Linked DNA regions of Mus musculus: regions 2, 3 and 4 are each linked to region 1. The links are chromatin contacts, called in public ChIA-PET and promoter capture Hi-C maps. All regions are on one chromosome and are shown on one strand. The core of a region is the stretch at or near the end of the contact, and the rest is flanking DNA. Distances in the headings are between cores, read along the strand shown. Region 1 holds the start of Ugdh (UDP-glucose dehydrogenase). Region 2 holds the start of Tmem156 (transmembrane protein 156). Region 3 overlaps Fam114a1 (family with sequence similarity 114, member A1). Region 4 overlaps N4bp2 (NEDD4 binding protein 2).

The links. Promoter capture Hi-C pulls out the DNA fragments that hold promoters and counts their contacts. ChIA-PET counts read pairs in DNA pulled down with a chosen protein or histone mark.
Region 2: a contact with region 1 is called in an RNA polymerase II ChIA-PET map of memory CD8 T cells, with 5 read pairs. The contact joins the promoter of Tmem156 here to the promoter of Ugdh in region 1. A contact is called at or near these places in 7 of 39 promoter capture datasets (embryonic stem cells, hippocampal neurons, liver and 3 more), 2 of 484 Hi-C or Micro-C datasets (both in embryonic stem cells), 1 of 115 datasets of contacts at active chromatin or transcription factors (memory CD8 T cells) and 1 of 9 other capture datasets (adipose tissue).
Region 3: an RNA polymerase II ChIA-PET map of memory CD8 T cells shows a contact between it and region 1, with 23 read pairs. The contact joins the enhancer-like site here to the promoter of Ugdh in region 1. A contact is called at or near these places in 4 of 39 promoter capture datasets (the C10 cell line, hippocampal neurons, liver and 1 more), 5 of 115 datasets of contacts at active chromatin or transcription factors (embryonic forebrain, embryonic midbrain, embryonic stem cells and 2 more) and 2 of 9 other capture datasets (adipose tissue and liver).
Region 4: a contact with region 1 is called in a promoter capture Hi-C map of neural stem cells. The contact joins the enhancer-like site here to the promoter of Ugdh in region 1. A contact is called at or near these places in 8 of 39 promoter capture datasets (the C10 cell line, the HPC-7 cell line, fetal liver and 3 more), 2 of 115 datasets of contacts at active chromatin or transcription factors (bone marrow-derived macrophages and neural tube) and 1 of 9 other capture datasets (adipose tissue).

Annotation. Positions count from the first base shown.
Region 1 is chr5:65,434,272-65,437,505 of GRCm38.p6, reverse strand. It overlaps Ugdh (UDP-glucose dehydrogenase), which reads left to right and starts at 1,664. Exons shown (of 12, transcript NM_009466.2): 1 at 1,664-1,882.
Region 2 is chr5:65,090,133-65,093,246 of GRCm38.p6, reverse strand. Tmem156 (transmembrane protein 156) reads left to right here and starts at 1,638. Exons shown (of 6, transcript NM_001370814.1): 1 at 1,638-1,779. The coding sequence starts at 1,692.
Region 3 is chr5:64,988,286-64,991,437 of GRCm38.p6, reverse strand. All of the region lies in intron 2 of Fam114a1 (family with sequence similarity 114, member A1), which reads right to left. Among named protein-coding and RNA genes, the nearest start is that of Mir574, 20 kb to the right of the region's middle. Within about 2 kb of position 1,262, at least 43 of the 459 cell types and tissues checked have an H3K27ac peak or open chromatin away from gene starts, as enhancers often do. A contact at or near this core is called in memory CD8 T cells, where this site is marked.
Region 4 is chr5:65,780,429-65,783,635 of GRCm38.p6, reverse strand. All of the region lies in intron 3 of N4bp2 (NEDD4 binding protein 2), which reads right to left. Among named protein-coding and RNA genes, the nearest start is that of N4bp2, 19 kb to the right of the region's middle. Within about 2 kb of position 1,550, at least 21 of the 459 cell types and tissues checked have an H3K27ac peak or open chromatin away from gene starts, as enhancers often do. A contact at or near this core is called in hematopoietic stem and progenitor cells, where this site is marked.

The sequences.
Region 1 (3,234 bases), core at 415-2,914:
GGGATCTGAAGAGCAGTCTTCATTATTAACTACTGAGCAGCTATATTTCCAGTCTCAGCACTTGGCTTTTCACTTGCACCCGAGGGACCTGAACATAGACCTCTATGCTTACATAGCAACCGCTTTACCCACTGGGCCTCCTCCTCAGACCTACGGCGTTTGAATGTGCTTCCAACATTTCCTAATTACTTTCCCCCATGAGGTACAGTCAAGCACTTCATAACATCATTTCACGAAGGGCTGACTTCATATAGGGTGGTCCCGGATTATACCGAGTACTGATGTTCCCAGCGAAGTTTGAGTAAGTACATGATGACGTGGCAGAACAAATGTGCCGAACACATTTCTCAGAACATATCACCACCAATGAGGTATTTGTGCCTGGCCTTTTCTCCTTTTTGATTTTTAGGCTTAAGTTGATCTCTAGCAGCAAAAGAAACAGAACAAACCTTCACATTAAAAGTGGGCGTGGCGGTAATCATGATCCCTGGGGGAGGGAGGGCAGAGGGGTCAAGTAAGGGGATCATTGCAAGTAAAAGGCCAGTCTGAACTATATACTGAGTTCCAGATCTGCCACCTCTACACAGAGACCATGTCTCAAAAAACTCCCGTGGGCAGGCTAAATAATTTTGCCTTTTAAAAAAAGTTTATGCATACAGATGTCTGTGTATGTTCGTGCTGGTAGATAGAGCGTGGTCTCCTGGAGCAGGAGTTTTAGGCAGTGTTGAGTCCTCTGATATGGGTCCTGGGGAGTAAACATCTTAGCCCTTTCTCCAGGGGACAGTTTTACTTTCTATGCATTTGTAAGGACTGGGGACAGTTCGGTGGTAGAGTGCTTAGAGTTCAATCTCTAGTAACACACACACACACACACACACACACACACACACACACACACACACACACACACGCAAATTAACACCCACACATATCTACGTTGCATACGCCTTGCTATGCATCATACAGACAACCTCCCTTTTAGAATTTGGCTGGAAAGTTTTCCTGGAAAATACGCCCTCCAGGCGTGGGCGCCCGGGTTCTCTGGCCAAGGACCAACCCGGAGACACTGGTTCAGTCATTATGGAACTCAGCATCGTTTTGACCTGAGGTATCTCCTTCCCAGACCCGGCGCCATCCGGATGGGACGTGACTAAACTCTGGGCAACTGTCTGAAGGGCGCGGCGGACTCAGGGGCTTGAAGAGCTTAGGAGAGCAGGGGAGGCCCTCCATCAGAGTCCAGGGGCCGAGAACGGAGCTCGGGCTCCAGGATAAGGGGAAGAGTCAGAAAGCCGGAAGACCTTTTTCTGTGGGCTCGCTCTCCCCTCCCAGGCCCTATGATCACGGGTGGTTCACTTGGCACGCGCGAACCTTCCTCATGCCAGATTCCAGGGACCCAGAGCGGGGAAGGAGCACAGACAAGGATGACCAACAGGGACCACGACGCCCCTCCCTGCAGCTAGTCAGCCTAGCGGGACCAGCGGCGCACGCAGCCACGCCCAGCGCCGCTCGCTGCGGGCGAGGGCGGAGCCCGTGACTTAGCTGGAGCTGATTCGCCCTGCTCCTCAAGGGGCGTGGTCATACAGTTCGGATCCCGCCCCCTCTGCCGCTCTGGGTCCAGAAGGAAATAGAGGCCTGCCCGGGGGGCCTGGAGCGGAGGGAGGCGGGGCAGCGCGGGGCGGTGGCCGGGTCCAGAGTCCCGGGAGGCTTGGCTGCAGGGGAATGAAGCCTCCGCCTTCCCCGGCAGAAGTATTTAAATACGGCCGCGGGCCGGGGACTCGGGGAGCGGCGGGCGGAGCGGTGGGTAGAGCCTGCGGCTTGGGAGGAAGGCGCTGTCCGAGAGAACGGGATCTGCACGGCCGCTGTGTCCCTGCTTTGGAAGTGGGTAAGCACCGATCCTTTCGGGATGCCCCCTCCTCGCGGCCCAGGTGCGCGCGCGGTCCCGGGTCCGCTCCCCGTTCGCGGCGGGGCTCTCTACTGCACCATCCTGGTCCCCTTTTTCGGGCCCGGCGAGAATCACGTCGTGCGCTTGCAGGAGGTCAGCCGAGCCGAGCTTTTAATTTCGCAACTCGCGCGTCTTCAAGCCAGTTCTTTCCATTTTCCGATTTGAAACCAACGAGATTTTCCCGCCGCTTCAGAAAGCCAAACGCCCTCCCCCCCCCCGCCCCCGAAGGAAAGGGTCCTCTCCGTGGGGCCTAATGGACGCTTCACAGTCCTAAGCTTTGTTGGGGATTAGAGTCTGCTCACCTGGGAGGCTGCTGCTCTCCTCTGGTAGCCCCTAAATGTAGAAAGCAAAGCCCCTTAAAGATGCATCCCTAAGGCATTTATCCTATACTATCCTGGGGGTGTGTGTGGCTCACGCAGTTCATTATTGGCCTCTGGACACATACGCTCGGACGTTATACTTAATGTCAGGGAAGGCCTTTCTTGGGGGCTTCAGAGACCATGTTTTTGTGAGATCTTAAAAATCTTCACGTACTACGCGTAATTGAATAGGGTTGGTTGAGAAAGAGAGGAGGGGCTGGCTGGGAGAGAGTGCATACGTGGGGCACACAGAGGACTAACTGTTCATCCACTCACCTCAAAGGCCAGTCTGGTTTTTTTTTTTTTTTTTTTTTTTCAAATCCCCTAAGAAATGGAGAACAGTAGTCTGGTCTGTTTCTTCTGAGGGGTTCTGGACTTGAAAGAGCTGAGTGTTTCTGCTTGTGAGCTGTGCTTTTTGAGTACTGAGCTAGTCTGAGCTGAATGCTACACAACCCTGGTTTGGAAAATACATCCCGTCCCCTGCCCCCTTCTTTCATCTCTGTATTGCTTTCTCTGCCATAAAATCTCTAGCCACTAGGCATGCTCTATCATTTCTCAAATTTCCACAGCTGTGGATCATTCTCGTTAGACATAAAATTAAGTCTTTCACAATCTTTTTTTTTTGAATCAGGCATCTTTGTAAGTGTGCTTCCAGGAAATGACTGAGGTTGGTGTATCCAGCTGTCTTATCATGTCTGCTGCTTAGTTCTTCAGTAGCTGTGAAGGGGTGGCAGATGGATGCTATTCTATTCAGAGTGCAGTATAGGACATTTGTCGGCTGGTAGTGACATCCTGTAGGTTGAAATGCTTATCTGAATTTATGACACTTTACATGAACAGTATTTTCAGGATGGTGTGGTATGTCGTGGTTCCCGGAATATTTGAGGTGAAGACTCATTTCAGAATGACCTATTCAATAGGCAAACAAGCCCA
Region 2 (3,114 bases), core at 389-2,888, 340 kb after region 1:
TTTTTATATGGATATAAGAATTACTGAGTATTTTAAGGTACTATTGCAACATTTATAGGCGAAAGAATAGACATTAAGATATCAAGGAAGGGGAAAATAGAATATAGTTTTATAAAGGGATAAAAGGGACGTTGTAATCGGAGGAATGATGGGGTAGGACTGGGAGGGCTGGGGAGAGGAGGAACTGTGCCAAGGACCATCAACACTAAAGGCCTTTGAGAAGTCGTATGGAATTCTACTACTGTAGAAGCTTTCTAAGATGTATATTTATATACAGAGTTTAAATGGAGTTAGCATATCATGGGGCAGGGGGATCAGTATCTCAACTAGACATCATATACTACCACATACAACTCCCAGCACCAGGAGTGAGTAACATCATTTTGAATTATTGGCCAAAGGGATCCCATAGACCCCCACAAACATTGCAGGGTATTGCTCCTCCACGACCGGACAGTAAGCCCCTATTGCTGAAGGCTACAAATATTTATAGAGTATCAAGGGGTCCAGATGGTCCTTAAGTGGAAACTTTACTCCTACTGGCTAGTGTTCACATAATAATCCTTTATGATATTCTCAAAATAAAGTATAGGCTTGGGAATTCTGTCCCTATTTTGACTGCTCAGGTCTTCCAATCCCCTTACTGAGGATTCCCATGTGTATGTAAACTGTAGTATCCAGTGGAAAGACAAATGAGTTCATTCTTGGCGCATCTAATCTTTGTCCCTTCCCTCCCCACCCACCTGTTGTTCCATAAAGCGCAGGAGAGGGTGAGAGAGAACAAAAGAGGGTCAGCGGAAAGGACTGGTTACAGAATTGCAGCACTGAGCAGGGAGCAAAGGATACATTTGCTCCAAGTACAAACTGAAATACTGGCTACATTTTATTGTAACCAGAGGAGGGGTGGGGGGTGGGGGTGGGGTGAGGGGGCAATGGAAATGCTAACTACTTGCATTGTCTAAGTAAGAACATTTGCTTGCCATGTATGCTGTCTGTATTCATCAAAGTTTTCCCCTATCCTTCATTTACACTCTAAAACAAATGATTTTTTTTTTCTTTTGCAAGGAGAACAAGAATGTGGATTGCGTCATAGTAAACGCTGTTTATAGACGTAACATTAACAAGTTCCATTCGGCCACTTGCAGAGACAACGGTAAAGCAGAAGCCCAAATTTTCATAAGTCTCTTGTTTATGCTCATATCTTGCACTGTTTACTGTCTTCCAAACACCAGAACCAAGCACAGTGTCTGGCTTTCAGAGAGATTAACTATCATTTACTAAGTAAATGAGTGAACAATGTTTATAAACTGGGGTAGCACTGACATTCGTCCTTTGGTTTTTGGTTATTATGTTGTAGGTTACATGTACCATGTTGTTCTTACACATTGGTAAACATGAGAAACAGATTTAAATCTGGAGCCAGACCCTCTGTGTTTCTTAAGACCATTTCCTCATCTTTCGTGTTTATCAGTTAGCACAACAGTTCTTGTTAGAGGGTGGCTTTATTAGGCAAAGTGACTCAAAATGAAGAAGTCTCAGTCCCGGGTAACTTTTTTTTTTTTAAAGTCAGACCCAAACGGAAGTGAGTATGAGGTGAATCTCAGGAACTTGAAGTAGAGCAGAGATGAGAAGCAGGAAGCAACATACTATCAAGCTACCGATGGGAACACATTTGTGTCATGTGAGTAGACATGACAGAAACAGCTTTCCTTAAATTATTTGTGGCAATAGTGATCACCTTCATTTTAGTCCTGCCAGAATTTTTCAAGACACCAAAAGGTAAGTAAACCATTGCAATCCAGCTCTCGTTTCTTACTTTAGAGCACATTGTCAGCGAGTGGTGACAGACGAGATCTTTTGGGGTGTATGCAGCATGAGCTGAAGTTCGGTGAGTGAACTGCCTTAAGTGAAACGAGATACCAATTTTTAGTTGCCTGTTATCTAGCATAGTGGCCTTAGGACTTAGTTATGTTACAATTGAAAATGTAAAGAAATATTTAAAGTCTGATTTTCGATTCCAGACACGGGACTTAAGAGAATAGCATCTTATGAGTTTGTTCTTTGAAACTGTTTCCTTCTTTCAAAATAATCATATATATCTGCTTTTATATTCTGGAACTTACTAAGGGAACGGACATTTATTTATTTTAAAATGAGCCATTTGATCACAAGGTGAGACTAATAATTTCCTGCTGATCTTAGAAAAATAGGAGTAAATTTTAGTATTTTTAATATGCAGTAAAACCAGATGGGTACAAATATAGGCAGGTATGTGTGTGTTTGGGAGCATTGGGAACAAGGCAAAACCCACTCTGAGAGCCCTTCAAAGAATTGTTATATATTTGTTGAAACTTCAGGGTAGAGAAACAAAAAAATAAGGGAATTTAAATTATTTTTTATATATTATTAAAAGATTGGAAAACATGTTATTGTGGGTGTTTAAGTGATAATTGTGTTCATTAGCCTTTAATAAGAAGGTTAAAAAAAAAACTCCACTGTTCTATTACTAAATAGGAATCATATAAATTTACGAAAACTAGAGAAAAACTTATATTTGATATCTCGCTGCAATGAATATTTATTGTCGAATATATGCAAAGATATGTATTCAGATAAAAATACTTTTGCTAATTATATTTGATGACATACTGCAATGATTATTTAATGTTGCATATTAAATGATGCTAAGTAGCCAGATAAAAATATTTTTGCTAAATAAACACTGTAACTGCAATTTTTACGAATGATCGAATTAAAATTTTTTTCTTTTGGTTTGGTTTTTTAAAAATATATATATATTGAGCACGTATAGTGTATATTTTTGATACTTATTTTCACCCGCTGAAAATGTGTCCTAAAGAAAATAGAATAAAGACAAGTTATTTTTAAGATATTTTGGGCTTAGAGTAGCAACATGTTTTTAGCTATCTAAGCTAGGCCTTCTCTGTGTTTATATTCCTATTACTTTGACCAATTAGTTTGCATCTAATGAATATCAGGTAACTGGCACACACTGTTTGCTAAGTTGGTCAGTGCTTTAAGAGTCTATTAAGGATTGTGAGGAGGAGGGAAAAGACAGAAGAATTGTTCTTTTGACCACTAGTTCTTGCTACA
Region 3 (3,152 bases), core at 13-2,512, 450 kb after region 1:
TCCACTCCTAACACTACCATCACCACCACCCAAATGACCACATCATTTACTGAGGCTGGAGTGTGGCTCTGTCACAAAGCATCTGCCTAGTTTGTGTGAGACCCTGAGTCAGAGCTCTGGGAAAATAAACTATTTAATTTAGGCGAACCAGTTCAAAACTATAGGTACAAGGTAAATATCTAGAGGGGTCTGTCAAACACAAGGACCATTCACATGTAGGTGGAAATATATATATATATATTTCTGTGTTAAGATCAAAGACCAATCTGGAAGTCCCATCCCCAGGAGAGATGAGGAATCAGGTACCGTGTAGATCTCATACCGGGGATGCCTGTCATTAGACCCACGAGACCAGGTCTTCCTTAAGTCCTGTAACTCACAGCACAGATAACCTGTCATAAGGATCCTCAATGCAGCAATGAGGCTGCAGGTGTCCTGCCTGGGTGCCTGCTGCTCTGTCAGAAGGTCAGACTCGCAATGGCCTCAGTTATTTCCAAGTAATTTTCTTTCCTCATGAGTAAACCTTTTCCAACTCTAGGAAGATTTAAAACTTAAATGTGGAAAGGCTAAAGCACCAAAGCCACGCTATTAATGCTTTTTTGTGCACATTTGACCTTTTCTGTCCTACTGATATTTATGAAAGTTAACAGGGTCACAAGGTTTGAAAACCAATTTACAATGACCAGCTGAATTATCACATCACAGACTTTAGCTGAAATGGCCCACATTTAGGAATACTGTATTAACATTTAGGTCTTTAAGCCCACTTTATATATTTAATAGCTTGTATAACAATTATGAAGTACTCAACAAGGTTTTGTAATCTATAGATGAGGCACTTGAAAGGAAATAGAATATATTACAATTAAAACATTCAAGTCAATAGGAAAAAAAAGAATCAAATATTAAACAAATTTCCCTAGAAAACTGCTGCTCAATTTTGCTAGGCTTATATATAGAATTATGATTTTTGGGATGAAGAATTGAGTGTTTAAAATTGCAGTCTTAATAAACTAAACACTAACTATTTAAATCAAATTAAGCATCTAAGTAGATCTCCTTTTTATACAATACACACATCAGCTTACACCAAAACCCATCTAAACCCAAATTGAAGGATACCCAAGCCAAGGGACCATGGGTTCATTCTTCTGTTGTCATGGGAACAGTGTCATCCTTTTAGTTACCACTATCCTTACCACCTGACACTGCCCCACCCTGGGCTGGTTTGAGGTCTCTTGGCTTCCTTTTTCTCCCAACAGTGACTTCTCACATTTAACTATGCCCACAGTGTCTCCACCACAGCACCTCAACAGGAACAAGGGGTTTCTCTCAAACCTCTCAGCTTTATGCTCCATTATGTTTCTTCTCCAACTCTTCAGCATGATGCTGATCTTCTGTACCCACTCCTGTCATCACCTCTCCATCAAAGACAGCAAGAGTCCTCCCGCCACCACCTTATGAAGCCATCTGCATCAAAGTCACAGTGACTTCCTTGTTGTCAAGCTACAGACTCATGTTAGGCTTTCATTGCCTGAACTCTCAGTAGGATTTGAAACTTAACAGATTTAGATTTAAAGCACTCTAGTTTCATAGCATTGGTGCCCGTTCACTCTTCTTTACTATAACAAAATATCAGAGGCAGGCACATTTTATAAGGAAAAAGTGTTTACTGAGTTCACAGTTCTGGAGACTTCAAGGCAAGCTCCAGACCTGGCTTGGTTCTGCTGAGGGTCTCAAGGTGGATGCTGTCCCAGTAGTGGGAGCTCATGAGGAAGGAATTACATCTCAAAACAGGAAGCCAGAGAACAACTACTTGCTTAGGCTCATCCTTTTAACAACCCATTCTTGTGAGAGCTCAAGAGTCTCACAAGAGGCACCTTAATCCTTTCTGAGGACAGCTTTCCCAGGAACCCTAGGAATGCCCACTGGGCCCTACTTGCCAGAGGTACAGTTTCCCAATATCTCTGCACTGAGAACCAACCTTCTAACCCCATCCCTTAGGGAGCCAACTCAAACTATATCCAAAGCACAGCACTGCCGCTGCCCTATCTTTCCATTTTTACTTACTGTCAGCATTCAGTATTATGACTTCGGTTATTTTTAGAACACTCTTACATACATAGTATGCTATTATGTAGGCTTCTTAGATTAAGCTACAATCTGAGAGCTGTCAGCATTCCAATAAAATATGTACAGTCCAGGTCAGCAGGGCATTCTCATTAGGAAACCCAGGCTCCAGAGGCAGCCGTAATAAGCAATCCTATTATCTCTGCCTCCATTAACAGCTGATGGTTGGCTAATTAGCATTCCAAATTGCAGGAATATATTTTAACTGGTGAACACAGCAAACTTTTTACTAGCATCCCCAAATATCTGAAAAAAAAAAAAGGTCTTCAAGATTTGTAGATGGTTAAATACATCCAAGAGAGTCTTCATGTCTTGGCATGGCCAGGCACAAGGGAAACTTTTTCAGCCCAGCAGGATGAATGAGTGGTTACAGGTGCCGCTGCCAATCCTGATGAGTTAAGTTTGATCCCAGGAGCCATGTGGTGGAAGGAGAGGATTGACACCTGCAGGTTACCTCTGACTTCCACACATGAACCATAACACATGTGCACTCATACATATACATGCATGTGTGCACATGTGTTATGTGCCTTGTGTCAATGGTCGTCCGTTCAGCTTTGAACTCTGGGCAATTCTGGTTACTCATGCCTGGATTCTTCTCAGGGAAATAAATCTACCTCTGAAATTTAGTGAGCCTTTTCATGCAAGGTGATAGACAGAGACCTGAAGGATGGAACAGAGGAGCATTCTCAAACCGACACAGGAAACAATTTCCATGGACTATCTTACCTCTCGTGTCTATTGATGTTTCATTTAAAATATCAATTGTCTGCAAAATATCTCCACTTTGCTGTCTCTCGGTCTTAGACTCTTCTCAGCTCCTCTGTGTCCTATTAGACTTCTGTATCCTGGTTTTAGAAATCCCCACCCTTATCCACAGACACTGTGGGAATGCCACCTGGGGCAGTATACTAGACATAAAGTCTCATTCTCTGCTATGATCATCTGCATAAAAGTATTTCAAGGCAGAACCCAGAGGTCTGATGTTGTTGTTGAGATAGGGTCTCACTATATAAGTCAGC
Region 4 (3,207 bases), core at 301-2,800, 350 kb before region 1:
GGAGAAGCCTGGGGTCACTGGCAAAGCCATGAAACCTGCCAAGTCACTAAATCTTTACATTTTTAAATTATAGAAAAATCTCACTAATGGGAACATATTCAAACAATAACACATGCTATAATTTTCCGTCTTTTTTCTTTCTGGTTTTTCTTTCTTTTTTCCCCCTTCCCTTCTCACGCTTGCTCCAGCCAAGGTGTTTGTTTGTTTCTCATTAAAGGTGATTGTGAGCCACCACATGGTTGCTGGGCTTTGAACTCATGACCTCCAGAAGAGCAGTCGGGTCTCTTAACTGCAAAGCCATCTCACCAGCCCTTCCTTCTTTCTGGTTTTTTCAAGACAGGGTGGGTTTCTCTGTGTAACTTCTGTAGACCATCCTGCCTCTGCCTCCCAAGGGTTGGGTTAGAGGTTAAGGTATGCTCCACACAGCCCTGTTACACTTTTCATCACTGTGGCAAAGTCATTGCAATAAACTATTGAAGAGTAATTGGTTGATCATGGCTCCAGTCTTAATTTGGTCACATGGCTCCATTGCCATGGAGCTAAGATGAGGTGCATCCAACAGCAGCAACAGTGGCAGAAGAGGCTGCTGCCCGCTGGCATCTGGGAAGGAAGAGTTGAGGAGAAGCACAAGGGATGCCTTGACAGAGTGCTGCCTGCTGACGCCAGAGCCTACTCTACCCAACTAGGCCCTACTTCCTAGTTTCCAACCTTTTTTAATTAATGCCAAATTGTGAATTGATCAGTGAATTAATCCATTGATTACACCAAAGCCGTTGTGATCCAATCACCTCTCAAAGTCCATGTCTACCAACTAAAGACCAAGCCTTTAACACTAGAGCCCTCTGGACACTTTAACCACTTAAGTGCTATAAAAGAATCCAATGCATCAGTTTATTAAGAATATGAAGTCTTTTAATATTTGAAAAATCAATCAAAACAACTCCAGGTATTAACAAAACAAAGGAAAGAAATAACACAATCCACTCAGTGTCCACCGAGCACAAGGCTAAGAAGCACCCACAGGTGCTCATGGGACTCCCCCAAACTGGAGATGGACAGGAAGTGATGGAGGCACCGTGAAGTGCCTCATACTGTAAGCTGCCGAAAGCTTTCCCTCAGCAAACAGAAAAGCAGATTTCTGCTACCAAAACTTCCCTACTACACTGTACCAGAGATTGCAGGCAGCATGTAAGGCTGAAAAGGAAATTAAAGTTCTAAGAGAAAAAGCCAGGTGTAACAGACAGAGCTCTTGAGTTTCTGGACAGGCAGGTGAGATCTCCAAAAGCTGAAGGGGGTTGGGGAGTGGGGCACAGGGTCTAAGAAAAATGAAATACACATACAGAACTATCATTTGCATATTCTGTGTGCAGACAAAAGTCCAAAACAATCTATTGAGTACTGAGTTCGTCAGGTAACTTAGCAAGGCTGACGTCATGGCCACAGTACTTGTGTGCAGGTCAGATGACATGGTGGACTTCCTGCTTATCTCCCTCCACCTTCACGCTGAGTCCCACAGACTGAGTTCGGTCTTCCAGCTCACATAACAGGTGCTCGCCCCTGGCCCCGATCTATAGTTGTTTATATTAGAAATGAATCTAGCTAGGGAGCCAGCTCAGTGGCATATCACTTATCCAGTCTGCATGAGGCTGCCCTGGCGGTAAGCAAAGGGAAAGGAAGGAGAGGAGAAAGGTCAGGAAATCTAAACACGTGCATTTCTCAGTGCTTACCTTTTCACAGCCGACTCAGCCCTCCCGAGACCAGAGTCTCCTGAGGACACTCCACTCTCAGGGTGTCATCTCCCCAGGAAACAATGGAGTATGCTAGATTTTATTTAGTCTTAAGACCTCTTTTTGTTTGTGCCTCACCTACTCTTTGGTGATTTCTTCAGCCTTAACAGCTTTAAAAGCCAAGCACCATGCTAAGAAATTAGTATCTCAACAGCAACTCTTCCCGGCCTGACATCAAACTCCCCACCGAGCTTCATGCCCAGCCAGTAGATCCAATCCTGAGATGAGACCAGATTCTGAAGGCACCTAGCCAACTCGGTTAGAAGAGGCAGAAGTAGCTCACTGCCACTAGAGGAGTGACATGAAGAGTCTCTCCTGCCCCTGGTTCTTCCCGACTCCCTGTCTGACTCCTACACTCAAGGGAGGAAAGTGCTCTGCTCCCCACAAGCTCCTGCCATGATGTTCTGCCTCATCACAGAAGTGCCCAGAAGCAAAGGAGCCCAGATAAAAAAACAAAAAACCTCTGAAATGAGGAACTGAATAAATCTTCCTCTAGTGCTTGTTCAGACACACTGTAGTCAATAAACACGGCCATGTATACAATCTCACCTATAGGCAATTTCCAGTTGCTGAAACCAAACCACAAGAGTCATTTTGTTGTTACTGTTTTTGAGACAATGTCTCACTTCCTAGGCTATCCCTTAGCACCTGTGTTAGCTTCACTGGCAGAATGCTAGGACTGGAAGCTGCTACCTCAGCAGCAGCTCTTAACTCCTTCCCCACCACACACACACACACCTCTTAGGCACTTTACAAAATACATTTGTTAGCCAGGCACAGTGGCTCATGCTTTCAATCCCAGCACTCTGAGAAGCAGAAACAGGCATATCTCTGTGAGTTTAGAGGCAGCCCAGTTTACATAGAGAATTCCAGGACAGCCAAAGCTACATAGACTCCAGTCTTGAAAAAAAATATCAAAAAAGAAAAAAATACATTTGGCAATCCAATCAATTCTTATTACCTCCACCTGGATTAAAGATAGCATCCTCTCTCATCTGAACATACTTTTAAGTGTGTAGGCTACTAATTATCTATTTAATATCATTTTTATTAAAACATAGATACATAAGATTCACTATTTTGGGCAGTGGTTCCCAACCTTCCTAGTGCTGCAACACCTTAATACAGCTCTTCATATTGTGGTGGCATCCAACCATAAAATTATTTTTGCTACCTCCTAAATCTAAATTTGCTGTTATGAATCATAATGCAAATATCTATGTTTTCCAAAGGTCTTAGGTGACTCCTGTGAAAGGGTTATTTGACCCCCAAAGTGGTCACAACCCACATGATGAGAACCACTTATTTTGGGGGTATTTTTCTTTCTCTTGATTTATGTATCTATTTACTTGGTTATCTATATGGTGACATATGTTCAGGTGCCCTCAAAAGCCAGAAGAGGGTGCGAGAGTTACAGGTG